2 separate regions of the Mus musculus genome follow, and region 2 is linked to region 1. A link is a contact called in public ChIA-PET data. All regions are on one chromosome and are shown on one strand. The core of a region is the stretch at or near the end of the contact, and the rest is flanking DNA. Distances in the headings are between cores, read along the strand shown.

The links. ChIA-PET counts read pairs in DNA pulled down with a chosen protein or histone mark.
Region 2: an RNA polymerase II ChIA-PET map of memory CD8 T cells shows a contact between it and region 1, with 35 read pairs. The contact joins two enhancer-like sites. A contact is called at or near these places in 1 of 484 Hi-C or Micro-C datasets (Th1 cells), 2 of 115 datasets of contacts at active chromatin or transcription factors (effector CD8 T cells and memory CD8 T cells) and 2 of 9 other capture datasets (adipose tissue and liver).

What each region holds. Positions count from the first base shown.
Region 1 is chr1:52,373,620-52,376,319 of GRCm38.p6, forward strand. No RefSeq gene overlaps it. Among named protein-coding and RNA genes, the nearest start is that of Gm31955, 69 kb to the left of the region's middle. Within about 2 kb of position 1,287, at least 21 of the 459 cell types and tissues checked have an H3K27ac peak or open chromatin away from gene starts, as enhancers often do. A contact at or near this core is called in memory CD8 T cells, where this site is marked.
Region 2 is chr1:52,654,033-52,656,732 of GRCm38.p6, forward strand. It overlaps a transcript of Mfsd6 not described here. Among named protein-coding and RNA genes, the nearest start is that of Nemp2, 25 kb to the left of the region's middle. Within about 2 kb of position 1,424, at least 81 of the 459 cell types and tissues checked have an H3K27ac peak or open chromatin away from gene starts, as enhancers often do. A contact at or near this core is called in memory CD8 T cells, where this site is marked.

The sequences.
Region 1 (2,700 bases), core at 37-2,536:
ACGACAATATTAATATCAGAATGTAAAACATAAATAGGGACTCTAACTCTGCCACACAATTGATTACTTGTCAATGTGATGCACAGGTACATTGCTGGAACCTTGACTTTTATGAATATATGAATTACCTAGTTTGGCTGCCCACATGAGATGCAGCCTTGCTCCCTCTGGACCACAGCTTCTATGTGCTGACCCTGTGGAAATTCTCTCAGAATGCTTCACCTCAATGATATTAGTCTCTTTTTAAACTCTGCTAATTTGTCAGCTCCAGTTACCCAGCATCAATTGTCCCAGCGAAGTAAAGGTTTCACTTTATGGATTCTGGTCTCTTCTTAATCATAGTTGATTCTTTCATATCTGCTGACCAGAATCACAGAGTCTTAACAGAAACTGGCATGTGAGTGGCCCTGATAAGAGTCCGTGGGAACTTAGAAGATAATGCTTCTAAGGACCCACAACCATTCATTAAGATCTGAACACTCAATGGCTTTCCTAGCTCAAGTTTCAAAAAGTCCTTCCCCAATACTCCCTAAACAACATGGTCAGGTCTTTCACAGAAATATCCCATGAACCTGGTACCAATTTCTCTTTTAGTTTGTTTTTATTCATACAATAAAACAACACCATGACCAAGAGTGACTTGCGGAGGAGAAGATTATTTCAGTGTAAGAATTTATGGTCCATCCTGGAGAGAAGTTGGGACAGAAACCAGGCAGCAGGAACTGAAGCAGGGATGTTGGAGGGATCCCATTTCCTTGCTTCCTCCCCCAGGTTTACCCAGCGTGTCTTCTCATCTGTCCAGGGGTGACACCACACTTTGGGATATGAGATCCAACTGTAAGGCTCTCCCACTACAGAGGTTTAAAAGAAAATGGCCCTCACAGGCTCATAGGGAGTGGCACTATTAGGAGAGGTGGTCTTGTTGGAGTAGGTGTAGCTTTGCTGGAGAAAGTGTGTCATGGGGGGCATCGGGGGGAGAGACTTTGAGGTCTCAGCATCTCAAGCCAGGACCAGCATAGCAATGTCTCTTCCTGCTGCCATCTGATCCAGATGTAGAACCCTCAGCTCCTTCTCCACTACCATGTCTGCTGATGTGCTGTCCCGTCATGAGGATAACTGACTACACCTCTGAACTGTAAGATAGTCCCAATGAACTCTTTTCTTTTATAAGAGTTGTTGTTATGATGTCTGTTTGCAGCAAGAAAAACCCGAAGACACCCACATCAATCACTTATCAAGAAACTGCCCCAGAGGCTTGCTTACAGGAAATCTGAGGGTGGAACATTTTCTCAATTGAGGTACACTGTGCAGCAAGGCTGCTCTGGAATTCACTATTATGGTCTTCTTCCCACCCCAGCCTCAAAGGTGTAAGCCACCAGGCCTGACTTTTTTTCCCCCCACAAGTCCTTTTTGTCTCTGATAGTTATATTGGTTGTTTCTATATTTCTTTGTTTTTGTTCTTTTGTCATCTTTGTCTTGCTGTTGAGCCCATTTGTCCTGGTTAGCTTTAACTGTTAATTTGACACAGCCTAGAGCCTCAATCGAGCAATTGTTTAAATCACACTGGCCTATGGGCATGTCTTTGGGGAATTGCTTTAATTTTGCTTGATGTAGGAGGGTCCAGGCATAGGTGTGTTGGGCAGAACCTGCTACAGGTTGTCTTGAGCTGTATAAGAAAGCTACATTGCTGTAATCTACATAGTTCCTGTGGTACTTCTTGAACAGAAATAGTGCTGTGGGGAATACAAAGCTGAAACGCCTTTACCAGGAGACGGCTGCCTGAGTTCAGCCATCTCAGGAACAAATTCCTCCTTGCTGCTAGAGCAACGACTGAGTTCATGTCCCCAGGCCTTGGAATCAACTTAGAACCTACTTCTTCAGATGTTTCATGTTTGTCTGTTAAACATTAAAGGGTGTTAAGAGAGAAGATGCTGGTTTCCTGTTGTCTAAACTAAGGCACACAAGTTATAAATGTGCTGCCTGTCTCGACTTAGTTGACTGTGTTTAGCTTGCTCACTCCTTCGTTCCTTTATCATTCTGGATTCTGGGTCTCTTGGTTCCATTGACTACACGCTGCTTGTTGTTCCTTTATCACTCTAGATTCCAGGTCCAGCCAGGAGGGGTCTTGGCTGCAAAAGCTGACTCAAGGACCCTGAAACCAGGTCACCAATGTTAACCTCCTCGTTTAACCTCTTGTCAAAATATGATTGGTCAACACAACAGCTCCTTCCTCCTTCTCCCTTACTTTGTGTTCCCCGTCCTTTAAAAAGGTTGTACAATCTCTGAGGTTCAGATCCGGAACTGACCACCCTTCTGCACAACAGAAAATAAAGCCTTCATTTTAAGCTTCTGTCTCTGAAGTGAGTTTTCTCAGCTTCTACCCTGAACTCAACACCTTCAAGTTCCTGCTCAGCTTCTCTCAGGATGAGCTATGACCTGGAATTGTAAACCAGATAAACCCTTTCTTTTCCCAAACTGCTTTTGTTCAGATGTCTTATCATAACAACAGAAAGTGAAGAGAACACTGCTAATTTCTTAGCTCCAGCAAACTAGCATCAATTGTCCCAGCGAAGTAAAGGTTTCACTTTAGAAATTCTGGTCTCTTCTTAATCATAGTTGATTCTTCAATTTCTGCTGACCACAGAGTCTTAACAGAAAATAGCATGTGAGTGGCTCTGATAAGAGTCTTTCCTTCCCGAT
Region 2 (2,700 bases), core at 174-2,673, 280 kb after region 1:
ACAGATCAGGGAAACAGAAACTAAACAGAGACACTAACAGAACTTATTAACCAAACGGATCTAACAATATCTATAGAACATTTCATCCTAAAGCAAAAGAATATACCTTCTTCTCAGCACCTCATGGTACCTTCTCCAAAACTGACCATATAATCAGTCACAAAACAGGCCTCAACAGATACAAGAAGATTGAAATTATTCCATGCACACTATCAGATCACCACAGACTAAGGCTGGTCTTAAATATCAATAAAAACAACAGAAAGCACACATACACGTGGAAGCTGAACAATGCTCTACACAATGATAACTCAGTCAAGGAAGAAAAAAAGAAAAAAAATGAAACGCTTTTTAGAATTTAATGAAAATGAAGACACATCATACCAAAATTTATGGGACACAAGGAAAGCAGTTGTAAGAGGAAAACTCATAGCTCTAAGTTCTCCCAAAAGAAATTGGAGAGAGCTTACAGGAGCTTGACAGCACACCTGAAAGCTCTAGAACAAAAAGAAGCAAATACACCCTAGAGGAGTAGATGGCAGGAAATAATCAAACTCAGGGCTGAAATCAACCAAGTAGAAACAAAACCAACTCTACAGAGAATCAAAATCAGAAGCTGTTTTTTTGAGAAAAATCAACAAGGTAGATAAACCCTTAGCCAGACTAACCAGAGGGCACAAAGACAGTATCTAAATTAATAAAATCAGAAATGAAATACAACAAAATATATCTTAAAATGATTCTGTTTGTTGAATATTAACAGTTGAAAATACTAAAATCATGTTCTACAAACAATAAAGCCAACCAACCAAACAAAAAAAGATAGAAATCCTCAGAGACACAGTAGGTACATATCCACTGTAAGAGTCACAAGCAGCCCATAGCACTCATACTGGGACAACAAAAGTAGCCTACAATCTTGTCAGGACGTTTTATTGGTAAGGCTATTGCTTGGGATGCTGATTTAAGGTTTTAGAGAATGTCTAGAAATCAAGAATAGAAACAAACACACATAGGTTTCAGGCACACAGAACTCATGGCTTGGCTATTTATGTCTTGTACCACCGTGGACGCTTTCCCTCCCACTAGGATGGGAAGGTGGTAGGCAGGGCTCTGGTGTTAGCAAGAGTTGAGTCTGTGTCCTGGCTCTGACCATGATCCCATAACTTAGGCCCTATTCGCTTAAGAATCCTCATATTTTCAATGGGGAAGGTTATGTATACCAGGTAGGGCTTTTGAAAAACAAATGACCTAACCATGGATGAACTTCCCCTTTTGCAGCTGCTCTACTTAACTGATATGCCGAGAGGCATATTGCTTAGGAGTCCCATGAGCAAGCTGCAAATCCCCGGGAGTGCTAGCCACCTGCCTGCTTTCTGCCACTGCAACTTCCTGCCACTGCAACTTCCTGCCACTGCAACTTCCTGCCACTGCAACTTCCTGCCACTGCAAGCTCACTAGGACGATAAAGTAGCACTGTCCTATGACTCTGGCTCTTGAGCTGTGCTGGCCTTTGGCATGTACTATTACTCTGCTTTAAGAATAGTCTAGTTACAGAGACAAAATTTGGAGCTGTGACAAAAAAGATGGACCATCTAGTGATTGCCATATGCAGGGATCCATCCCATAATCAGCTTCCAAACGCTGACACCATTGCACACACTAGCAAAATTTTGCTAAAAGGACCCAGATATAGCTCTCTCTTGTGAGACTATGCCGGGGCCTAGCAAATACAGAAGTGGATGATCACAGTCAGCTAATGGATGGATCACAGGGCTCCCAATGGAGGAGCTAGAGAAAGTACCCAAGGAGCTAAAGGGAACTGCAACCCTATAGGTGGAACAACAATATGAACTAACCAGTACCCTGGAGCTCTTGTCTTTAGCTGCATATGTATCAAAAGATGGCCTAGTCAGCCATCACTGCAAAGAGAGGCCCATTGGACTTGCAAACTTTATATGCCCCAGTACAGGGGAACGCCAGGGCCAAAAAGGGGGAGTGGGTGGGTAAGGGGTTGGGGGGGTGGGTATGGGGGACCTTTGGGATAGCATTGAAAATGTAAACAAGGAAAATACCTAATTAAAAAAAAAGAATAGTCTAGTTAATAGCATCGAGCCAAGTTGGGTTCACACAGAACTCTAGGGTAGCATAACTTCCTGCAGGCAGAGAGGAGCAGGACAAATCACTATGGTAGTGATTCCTAGCCTCAGCTTTGACATCCCTGAGTATTTCTAAGGATCTCAAGAGAGGTTATAAAATTCTCAAATCAAGTTTAATTGGAATTCACTTTAATATTTTTCAAGTGACATATGGCACTGTAAGAACAGGAAGAAAAAGTCACAAAGTCCACAAACTCGTGAAGGTGTCAGCTCAAAAGGCTAGAAATTACTGCACTGTTGGATCGACGCTCACAGTAAACATTTTGTAACGAAGGCATATTGAATTTGGTGTCATTCATTACAGAGCAGAGGATGTTCTCTTGTTTGGTCACGTGTTTTTCATTTACGAAATATTTAAAAATGGTATTTACCTTTTATTTCAATACACCCACTGTGCATTTCCCAAACCAGCAGCTTTTCAAAGAAATCAACCAGAATTGTAAACACAAGATACAACGCTCTGATTCCCTACAGTCACTTTCACAATCCACATACTGTACATTCATAGGTGGGGCTCAGCCTGTCTCCCACTTCATTTCTG